3 separate regions of the Mus musculus genome follow, and regions 1 and 2 are each linked to region 3. The links are chromatin contacts, called in public HiChIP or PLAC-seq and promoter capture Hi-C maps. All regions are on one chromosome and are shown on one strand. The core of a region is the stretch at or near the end of the contact, and the rest is flanking DNA. Distances in the headings are between cores, read along the strand shown.

Region 1 (3,493 bases), core at 939-3,438, 540 kb before region 3:
AACAAACAAACTTCATGCATACTGGAGAGACAGCGCTGACATTAAGAGCACATGCTGCTCTTGGAGAGGACCTGAAGCAATTATAACTAACATTTTCTTTATATAACGGTCAAAAAAGTTACCCTGGTGGTGGTGGTGGTGCACACTTTTAATCCCAGCACTCAGGAGGCAAACGCAGGTGGATATCCAAGTTCTAGGCCAGCGTGGACTACAGAGCAAGTTCTTGAACAGCCAGGGATACGTGGGGAAAACCTATTTTCAAGTATTATCGATTGGGGGCTGGAGAGAAAGAAAAAGTATAAGCCAGGCAGTGGTGGTGCACACCTTTAATCCCAGCACTTGGGAGGCAGAGGCAGACGGATTTCTGAGTTCGAGGCCAGCCTGGTCTACAAAGTGAGTTCCAGGACAACCAGGGCTATACAGAGAAACCCTGTCTCAAAAAAAAACAAAACAAAAAAAAAAACAACAAAAAAGTATATATATATTATATGTTTCTGCCTGCAAGTATGTTTGTGCCCTACATGTATGCAATGCATGCTGAGGTCAGAAGAAGGCTTTGGATCTCCTGGAACTGTAGTTCCAGACTTCTGTGAACTGCCCTGTGGGTGCTGGGACTTGAACCTGCGTCTTCTGGATGTGTGACTTACCTGCCGAGTCAACACTCCAGCCCTACTCCACACATTTAAAAAAAAATAATAATAATACTCTTTGAGGATAAGTTTTAAACATCATGTCTCTTTATCTCTAATCATTTCAGCAGTTTTCTCCAAGAAGAAAGAAAATATAGAAGAAAATACATGTCACCCCAATCTCTCATTCAACAATCAGACAGACAAGGATTCCATATAGAGTATTTTCCCACACACCCAGCATTCACTGATTTTTGCAGCATACAATGGTTGGGTGTCTGCCAAGGACATTAGAAGTACATGCCAGGAAGAGTAAAAAGACTTCTCTTACTTTATTTCACACTATCACACATACTCCACAGTACAAAAAGCAAAAAACAAAAACAAAAAAAAACCCACCTTATATTGATAGTAACACTTACTATACAGACACATTTTGCTAATTATTTTAGTATTGTCCTTTATAGCAAATCTCTGTTGCCCCGTGAAAGATGAAACCCAGGCCCGGGTATTTCACTTATTAAACATGTCTGTTTCATATTTATTTGTTTAATTTTTAGGGCTGGGGATGAACTCAAACTCAATGCATACACTTATCATTGAGCTATGCCCCAGAGCAACCGTTTTCCATAGTCTTTTTTGTTTGTTTGTTTTTTTCGAGACAGGGTTTCTCTGTATAGCCCTGGCTGTCCTGGAACTCACTTTGTAGACCAGGTTGGCCTCAAACTCAGAAATCCACCTGCCTCTGCCTCCCGAGTGCTGGGATTAAAGGCGTGGGCCACCACTGCCCGGCTTCCATAGGCTTTAAGGAGTAACATTCTTCAAATTGAATGGCACAGGAGAATTTGGAACAATACAGACCAGTTATTCTGGAAGATGGTTTTGGCTTTTGTTTCTCTCCTTTCTCTCTCTCTTTCTCTCTTTCTCCCCACCCTCCCCGGCTCTCTGTTTCTCCGTCTCTTTCTCTCTGATTTGATTAATTTTATCCATTTGAAGAATGGACAGCCATGCTGTGTCATCAGTGCGCCATGCTGTGTTCATATTGATGTTAATATGAACCAGTTGGTTAAGGCGATGCCTGGAGTTTGTCTCTATTACAAAATGACTTTCTCCATTTTTAAAAATTATCTTTGGAGTTTCCTTTCAATTTCAGGGGAATTAGAATTTGTTTTTAAAGTCATTTCTTTTAGCAAGTAGATCCCTATCAATGCTGAAGTGATCCAGTGATTCACTGTTTCGCCTTTGTCAATAAAGTTGCATGAATGAGCGCTAACCTCTACGGAAGGGTGCGGCTACTTCGCGGCATGGTCTGTCGGGATTTGTAGTCTGCGGGCGCTTCCGTCAAATACCATCCCACAGAGTACTGTAGAGAAAGAGCCAGAAGCCGAGAGGGCGGAGAGGAGGGTTGCGAAGTCCGAGCGCTCTGCATCATGGGAATTGTAGTTCATCGCGCGCGTCCCGCCATGCCAGCGCCGGAGGACAGGACTTCCTTTCCCAGTAGGCCCCGCAAGCCGGCCCGGCAAAACCCCGCTCCGGCTTGAACAAATCAAATCGAAGGAAAGAAACTGCCGGCTTTCAAAAATCCTCCTCCGCCGCCATAATCGCTGGGGATCGTGGAGCAGGTGGTGTGCACGAGCTAAACGAGGAGCCGCGGCAGCAAGGAGAGGCAAGCAGACTGGTCACTGGGCCTGGCCCCCACGCGGACTCTCAAGCAGTGACCGACGCGCGCGTTCCGTCCCCCCACGCCGCGGTGCCGCTAATTTGTGGTGAGTCGGGGCCCTCACGCTCTTCCTGTCACTTGCCTGGGCCACCAGGGTCTGGGTGGGGCGAAGCGATCGCCTTGCTTCTACCCTTTTGATCACGCTGCGCCCGGCTTTGGGGGATGGGACGCTGGGCGCCGCTGCCCCTTGTACGTTTGGGGAAACTGAGGCCTAGAGTGGCCACTAGCCACAGCTTCCTCTCGGCGGTGGCGCCTCCCGTTGCCATCCATCTCACCTGGAGGCGGTAGGAAGCCGGCTGGCGTGCCGGGTGGGGCTACGCAGTCCATCGTTGCCTACCCAGTCGGCCCACGTCCGCGCGGGAAGCCTGGCATGAGTCACTGCTGACGCTTGGCTGGGTCGATGGATGGCCGTGCACCTGAGGACGTCCCCCACGCGGCCGCCCAGGAGGAGAGGGCGTTTGTGTATTGACCGTTTGTGCCTGCTCTCTCCCAGGCCGTCTGCTGACCTTGGATAGCTCAATACCATCCCTGTTTTGCTTTGGTTAGTCATTCTTTAAAGTGAATTGGGGAGGGCTTGTGTGTGTGTCTGTGTGTCCCTTCCACCTGGAGCCCTACCTACCACCACCAGTTTTTAATCTCATTGTCCCATCGTGGAACTGTAAGAGGTGGCTGAATTCCAGATAGATTTTTACTCATCTTCGTGTTTGTTGGGTTTCTGGCCCGTGACAGCTGGCTAAGGTGCCTATTTAACCTACCAAAGCGGACATGGCCTCCAGGTTCTCCCAGAATCCCTCAGTCCCTACTTGAAGTTTCCAGTCCCGGGGCTGGGCTTGCTTCTCTCCCCTGAAGCTCTTCACTATATAATCCTGACATTTTGGTCTTCTCACTTACCCTTCCATTCCTCTGTCTGCATTTCTCTCACTTTCTGCATATGTGAGCTCGTTTTTCCTTCTCTCCCCCACCCCTCTGTCTCCCTGTTTGCAAGGCGACTTTCCTTCTTTGGGACCAGTGAACCCACTAGAGCGCTGTCCCCAATAAACCTGCCTTTATACTTTAATTTGGTTTGAACTAGCTTATTTGGTCTGAGGAGACTACCTCTCAGTGTTGTCATTCTTTGAGCCCTCGAATATCAGGCCTTATACTG
Region 2 (3,429 bases), core at 189-2,688, 830 kb before region 3:
TGACGCTCTCTCACACACGATCCAGCTTCACTTCACAGAATGCACATGGAGGCTCACAACCACCTATAACTTTAGTAGCAGGAGATCCGACTCCCTCTTCTGGCTCCCTTTTGCACCAGACATGTACAGAGGTGTACACACATACATAAAATAAAAATAAGTAGATTTTTTTAAACAATCAAAAATATGTAAAAAATAAAGTGACAAATATTACCATGGACAGAGTCATTTATTGAAGATTAATAAATTCTCTATCGTGGTTAGTAAAAAAAAAAAAAGGAAAATAGGGTTAGGAATGTTCATAGAGTGAAATAGGATCTAAATAATAACTGTAAAACTCAAAGGGAGAAAAAATATTTTAGATTATCTGAGGAGAAAAGGGAGGGATATCAGACAACATAAAGTGCTCCCAGCAAAAAAAAAAGTACACAGCGAAAATCTTCCACACAGGCCACTTACCACCTGTGTCGGGGCTCTCCTCCTCCTCTTCCTCTTCCTCGCCCTCAGTTTTGTAGTAGGACTCCCACTCTGACATGTTGGTTTGCTCACTAGGTGAGAGAAGTTATGAATTTAAATGAAAAAAAAAAAAAAAAAAAAAACCAAGGCAGGTAGCTCTGTGGTAATGCGCTTTCCTACAGTGTACCCGGACCTATGCCACACACACCAGAAAAAAAAAGAGAGACAGACAGACAGACTTCTGGGTTCTCTTTAGATCTGTTCTAAATGCTCGGGTCACTAATAAAGAATGTGAATGATGGCTCCTGCTTCCTCCAAAGCTCTCCATATCATTGGAGAGGCAAGAGAAATGTGCATGGGGTCATTGCTGCAACAACCTCCCCTTGGCTATCCCTTAAGGATGCTGCAGGACCAAAATGGCTAGGGGTGAGGGCGAGGTATAACATAGCGGCTCAGCACTGAAGGTCCTATCTCGAGCTCCAACTGGACTGGGACGGTACTTGGTGCTCTGGCTGAAACATTCGTCTTCATTTCTCCCCCAACCTTCAGCTAGAGATTGGCTCAACCACCAGTCCTGTTCCGCCTTCTGGGGAGAAAGGAGCATGACCCAGGTCCTGCAGGTCGACAGCGCTGCTCCGTGGTGAGGCCAGGGGTCGCGCGACACTAAGCGTGCAAGCAAGCCACCAAGGCAGGCCTCATCCAACACATGTGGTGCGGCGAACCTACCTTAACCGCAGGCGGGCAAGCCACTGGGACAGCAGAAGGTGGGCACCACGTCCACGCGGGCTCCTTGTCTCTCGCCCAATCAGCGACGTTGCGTCATCACGCACAACACGCCCTTCGACCCTTCAAGCGGGCACGCCCACTCGCATTTCCCGCTTCCACCCCCTGTTCCCTAAACTGGAACGCTTGCGGCCAGAGAAAGCCCCGCCCCTCGCTTGAAGCTCCGCCCCCGAAACCCGTCAGCACCGAACGCACATGCGTGAAAGTGCGTCCCCGCCCCTGCCCCCTGTTCCGTGCGGAGTCTCTGGGATCTCTCTCTCTGTCACCTCACAGTAGTCGTTGCCGGTCGCGGGTGTCCGGGCGCGAGCAGCGCAGGGCCGCCTCTCCCCCGCCCTCAGGCCGGGCCCCGGCTCGGTCCCCCGCTCCCTCTTCTCCCCACCCCGGTCGGGTACCGGAAGGTCCAAGCCGCTGCCGGGTGCCCGAGGGCCATCGTGGCCGCCGCCACGGGTCCTGATGGAGCCGCCAAATCTCTATCCGGTGAAGCTCTACGTGTACGACCTGTCCAAGGGCCTGGCCCGCCGGCTCAGCCCCATCATGCTGGGTGAGGGGACCGGGGTCAGTGGGAAGAAGGCAGGTGGCCGCTGGAAGCGATCCACCGAGGGGGGTGGGGGAAGACGGGCCCATGGGTGGTAGGAAAGATCCACTAGGGCAAGGACAGTGAGGTGGGATTCCCTGAACCCCTGTCCAGCTTCATGATCTAAGCCAAGGAGACACACGCTCCGGCTGAGAGCAAGCTCCTCTTCAGCTAGAGACTGGGGCTAGCCGACTGATCTTGGTGGATTCCCCAAGAAGCCAGGGAACCCTGCTTCTTTAGCTCAAAGTAGAGAAAGTGAGGATACCTCCAGCTCGTGTCCCTGGTGGTGGAAGCAACACTGCAGACGAGATCCTCTGGTGTCCCTCGGAGCGACTGCCCTCCGCGCCAAAAGGAAATTCCCTCTGCAGTCCTTGGAGTGGATGGGAAGAGAGCGCTAGAGCGGTGGAAGGCTTGAGCCCTTGCCGGCTCCAGGTTAGGTCAAGTCAGGTCACCCTGAGCCAGATCTTGGAACTAATTACGTTCTGTCCGACGATGCAATTTTCGCTCAACAGTTAATTGCTTTTGACCAGATGGTAAGAAAGCAGTTCTGGGGGAGGACCGGATGCTGTATCGGTGAGGATATCGGTTGTGCTCAGTTCAAATGGTTTCATGCTGAGAGAGAAAAAGAGCCCTTCAGTGTAGGTCCAACTTCACTTCAAGTCAAATACCAAAATGTCTGTCATATAGGATTTGTCAGGCTTGTCATTTCAGGTAATGGTGGACAGGAATGGATTTCAGGGATTGAAACTGACATAGTTTTGCATCATTCAATAAATAGCTATAGTGTTTCCTGGAGACATTGGAGGAAGGCCTATTTCTTAAGGAACACAAGGGGCAGGGATCAAGGAAGCAAGGCAAGTTTTGAGGACATCCATTTGTGATGTGTCACTGAGTTGAACTTACTAATCCTTTAACCCTGGGGCAGCGAGTGGTTTCTAAATGTGGTTTCCCATCAGAATCATCTAGGATGTTCGTTAAAAACACAAATACCTGACTGAGGCTGTTGCTCACTCACTGGTAGAGTTCCTGCTTGGCATGCTCCAAGCCCTGGGGTTTGATCTCTAACATGGAAACAAAAAACAAGTGCATTCATTTCCAACATACATTGTCAGATGGGATGGGGTGGGGGGAGCTGAAAAAACTGTATTAGAACCAACTGGGTGAAACACTCCGATGATCCTAGTACTAAGGAGGCTGAGGCAAGAGGGCTGTGGGTTCAAGACCAACAAGCTGGGCTACACACACACCTGAGGGAATAAAAGAAGAAGAAAGGAAGTGAAGAGAGAGAGAAAAAGCTCAGGTCAAAACGGTTCCTCTACCAAAGAAACTGGTAGCAGACAGAGTGGAAGGAAACTTTGCCCTAAACTACTTTGTACTAAATGTGTGCACATTTTGTGAGTCTTACATGTGCGAATTGTGGAACCATGCTTCACAGATACTAAGCCAGAGTCTTTGGAAATATGTTATTTTTAATGAGTGTTTTGGATCATTCTTTATGTAGCCAGCCCATTATCCTTAGAGAGAGATTTGGACCTAAGTCATGGGTTGTTGGCGGGGGTTAGGGTCCGGTCATGACTCGGTGGTAGAGGCCTTGCTTAACAAGGCCCGAGCTCAGT
Region 3 (3,419 bases), core at 156-2,655:
TTGTGTCCAGCAGCTCTGTCCTTGCAAAAGCACAGCTATCTTGCAAGAGCCCCTCAAGACTGGGCTTGTTGACTGTAGATGTTCCTGCATTGACGGAAGGACTTAGGGGGGGCTTCTCTGAATCCTTGCTGGATCCCAGTTACCTCCTCCAACATCCCCCCGCTCATTGGGGAGAGGAATCTCTCAAGTCCTCAATTTTGCCCTAGCTGCTTGAGGTCTTGTGACTTGGCTAGAGTTGTGTAGATTATGGAAGTTTAACTGAACTGTGTATGTCATCTACGCAGCTATGGGGACATCATCATCCATGCTGGGGTGCAACTTTTTGGTGGTCTCGCTGCTTTGGGGGCCAGCCATGATTTCTTAGCAAGCCCAATAAACTCACTGGTTTTCCACGTTGGACTCTGGGGCAATCATACTTCAGTTTATCCAGTGGATGGTGGCCTAAAAGGAGGAGATAGACGGTTGTTTATATCTCCCAAGGGAAAGTGTTTCGGAAACACTAAGGCACCAAGTCCGAATTATTTCTCCTTTTCAGCGCTCTCCCCCTTTGTTGGGGGGAAGGGGTGGTGTTCCAGAAAAGGGGCCTCCATAGTGGCTCTTAGCAACTTGACCGGGTGGGCTTTAACTAGTCTCACCGCTTTAGTAGATAAGTCTCTTTAAATGTTGGATTTATGCAGTTATGCTCTCTCTCTCTCTCCCACACATACACCCACACACCCACACACACACAGACATACACACACTTTTAGGCTACACACCAGCAGTTTAGAATTTTAAAGTTGGAAGAGCCGCCCAGATTCATTTAGTGCAGTGAGGCCCCGGATAAAATCTGGGTTCATTCAACTCTTTCCCTCCAGCTGCAAGCGCTTCCGCTGTTGATAAATAATCTCAACAGTCTAGGCAGGTAGGTGTCAGTCCTTTTACCGGAGGAGAACCGACTCAGAGAAAAAAAGCGCTTGGCCACGGAAGGGCAGGGACATGACAGAGTTCAGGGCTCCAGGCCAGAGCGGCATTTATTGTGTCCTTTCGGGAAATGCGAATGTGAAATAATCGACTTGGGAGTCCCGGCGGAGCAAAGACAGGAGGAAGGACCAAGATGAAGACTGCAGGATTTTTGCATTAAACCTCCAGGCTGGGCACCGAACCCTAGGTAGCTAGCTCCGCGGTCACCCTTTGACAGGGTGATCAGATGTGTTACGGTTTCTTTAAGACCCAGACTCCGCCCCCCGGCTCATCGCCGACCTCCTCCCACCTCTTGGCGGCCGCTCCGCCAGTTCCAGACTTCCTTCAGCGATGAAGTCATCTCTCAGTTACCGATTGGCTGCGCTATGATGTCAGTCACAGAAGTCGCGCCGCCGTACTAGCCTCCCTCGTTCCTCTTCCTTCGGCGAACGCCCCCTAAATCGGGCTAGCCCTAACGGCGCTAGGTTTCTGATTGGTCGATACGGCTGTCGCTCCCAGGCGGGTAGGGGGGAGGGTGCGGAGGCGGGACCCGGAGTGGTGGGAGGGCCCGCAGCTTCCGTGGCTGAGTGGAGCCGGCGGCGGTCGTGTCTGCGGTGTCCCCGGCGGCAAGAACGACCGTCCCACCCTCCCCACCCCCTCGTTCCCGCTCGCCACGCTCCCTCGGCTTGCGCGGACCTCTCCCTAACTTGGTGCAGTCTGACTGGTACTAGAGGCTCGGGAGGATACGTGAGCGGCTGGCACCGGAGTGGGGCGAGCCGCGGAGCCCGGGCCAGGAGGCGAACGAGGCGGTGAGTGAGAGTTCGGGCAGGGTCCCCCTCCCCCACCGGCCCCGCCCCGCTCGAGCATCCTTTCTCCCCTCGACCCTTCCGCGTGTGCCCTGGACCGGCCGGCCGCTGTAGGCTCCGAGCCCGGGATTGCCTCCCGCAGTCCTCCACTCCAGTCCCGCCCTTTCCCAAGGGGCTGGGGTCTCAAAGCCCTGGTCACTCGACAGGACAGTCGAGTGCGACCGTGCACCTGTGCACCGCCTTGCAGGGCTGTGCTGGCTAGGGAGCAGCTAGGTTCCCGCCCTGGCTGCTCCCCGAGTGTGTGTAATCTGCTTGGGACCGACCGGTCGAGCGCTTTCTCCCGGCCCTTGTGCAAACCTGGAGGATCCAGGTGCAATCCGCAGGCTTCTCGTGGCAAGGAGGTTCACCTGGACCTGACGACCATATAGCAGCATGGGTGCCTCCAGGTCTGCAGGGCTCCGCAGATTTGAAACTTGACCGCCAAAGAAGTGTCCGTCTCGCGTGTGTGTGTGTGTGTGTGTGTGTGTGTGTGTGTGTGTGTGTGTATGTGTGTGTGACTGTTTGTCTATGTACCTTTGATGACTTCCGCCCTCCTCGCTCCATAAGAAAACACTAATACTATAGAGTGGTTAGTGCTGGAGCTTTCCCTGTTAGATTATCAAACCTACGTTTAGATTGCTTATCTGGAAAATGGAACTAACAATACCTATTACATTGGAATGCAGACAGTAAATGAAAGAATTCGTAATAAAACGCTTGGAATGGTGTTCAACACATACAAGGAAGGGATCCAAGAAAAGACGAGTATCCTGATGTTGAGAACTGCTGGATAGGTGTGTGAGTACAGTATAGCTTGTCTTTGTCAGGATTTCTCTTTGTTAGATGACAGAACCAAAGGACAGACTGGTGGTCAGTTTACTGCTTGCCCGAATACTTTGGCATAAAGTGTGTGAAGACTAAGAATGTGAACTTCATTACTTAAATATGATGAAATTACACCTATGCTTCATGGGTTCACATAGTTTTAAAATCCATAAAGTGTCCGGAATGTCCCCAAATTGTAAGTTTTCGAGATCTGAAGCCAAAGCCTGTAGCCTGATCTTTATGTTCAAGAAGTCAAACTTAAGGGCTTTACTGTAGAAGCCCCTTCCACCAAAAAAAGTCCACTTATGAAGTTTTATTGTTGAAAATGAACTGCCTTCCAGGGGTAAAATGGTACAGCCAACTGGCCCACAGCCCCATCCCTGTAGGGAGGGGAACCCTTGGCTGAAAGTTAAACTGAGTTTCATCTACTGGTGTTTGTTTCTTTCATAGCAAATCAGAGGGCTTCCTGATAGCTGGCTGTTTTTTGTTTTGTTTTGTTTTTAAAGTCTCACTGTGTAGCTGTGGCTGGCCTGGAACTTACTAAGTAGATCAGGCTGGCCTTGAATCCAGAGTTCTGCGTGCCTCTGGTTTCTGAGTGCTGGGATTAAAGGCCTGAGCCTTGGAAAGACACAGACTGCTACTGCTTTCTTCAGAGAGAGATCCAAAGAAAAATGTCTGTAGTCCAGGGCTTGAATTTCGTTCAGTTCTTTGCCCGAATTTTTGAGAAGTGTCCTTTTTAACAAGGCCTTCCAGAGTCACGTTCACTAGGGGAAGTTTTTAAATCATGAGAGAGAGAGGTGTCTCCTA

Evidence for each region. Promoter capture Hi-C pulls out the DNA fragments that hold promoters and counts their contacts. HiChIP or PLAC-seq counts read pairs in DNA pulled down with a chosen protein or histone mark.
Region 1: a promoter capture Hi-C map of second pharyngeal arch cranial neural crest shows a contact between it and region 3. The contact joins the promoter of Rangap1 here to the promoter of 4930483J18Rik in region 3. A contact is called at or near these places in 4 of 39 promoter capture datasets (cranial neural crest, erythroid cells, pre-B cells and 1 more).
Region 2: an H3K4me3 HiChIP or PLAC-seq map of stem cell-derived neural progenitor cells shows a contact between it and region 3, with 4 times the contacts expected there. The contact joins the promoter of Desi1 here to the promoter of 4930483J18Rik in region 3. A contact is called at or near these places in 2 of 115 datasets of contacts at active chromatin or transcription factors (embryonic stem cells and stem cell-derived neural progenitor cells).

The regions. Positions count from the first base shown.
Region 1 is chr15:81,728,614-81,732,106 of GRCm38.p6, reverse strand. Rangap1 (RAN GTPase activating protein 1) reads left to right here and starts at 2,188. Exons shown (of 16, transcript NM_001146174.1): 1 at 2,188-2,395.
Region 2 is chr15:82,014,229-82,017,657 of GRCm38.p6, reverse strand. It overlaps Desi1 (desumoylating isopeptidase 1), which reads left to right and starts at 1,438. Exons shown (of 6, transcript NM_134095.3): 1 at 1,438-1,780. The coding sequence starts at 1,693. It overlaps Xrcc6 (X-ray repair complementing defective repair in Chinese hamster cells 6), which reads right to left and starts at 1,289. Exons shown (of 13, transcript NM_010247.2): 1 at 1,183-1,289; 2 at 460-548. The coding sequence starts at 535.
Region 3 is chr15:81,188,839-81,192,257 of GRCm38.p6, reverse strand. 4930483J18Rik (RIKEN cDNA 4930483J18 gene) reads right to left here and starts at 1,405. Exons shown (of 2, transcript NR_015603.1): 1 at 1,253-1,405; 2 at 1-441. It overlaps Mrtfa (myocardin related transcription factor A), which reads left to right and starts at 1,522. Exons shown (of 14, transcript NM_001082536.2): 1 at 1,522-1,751.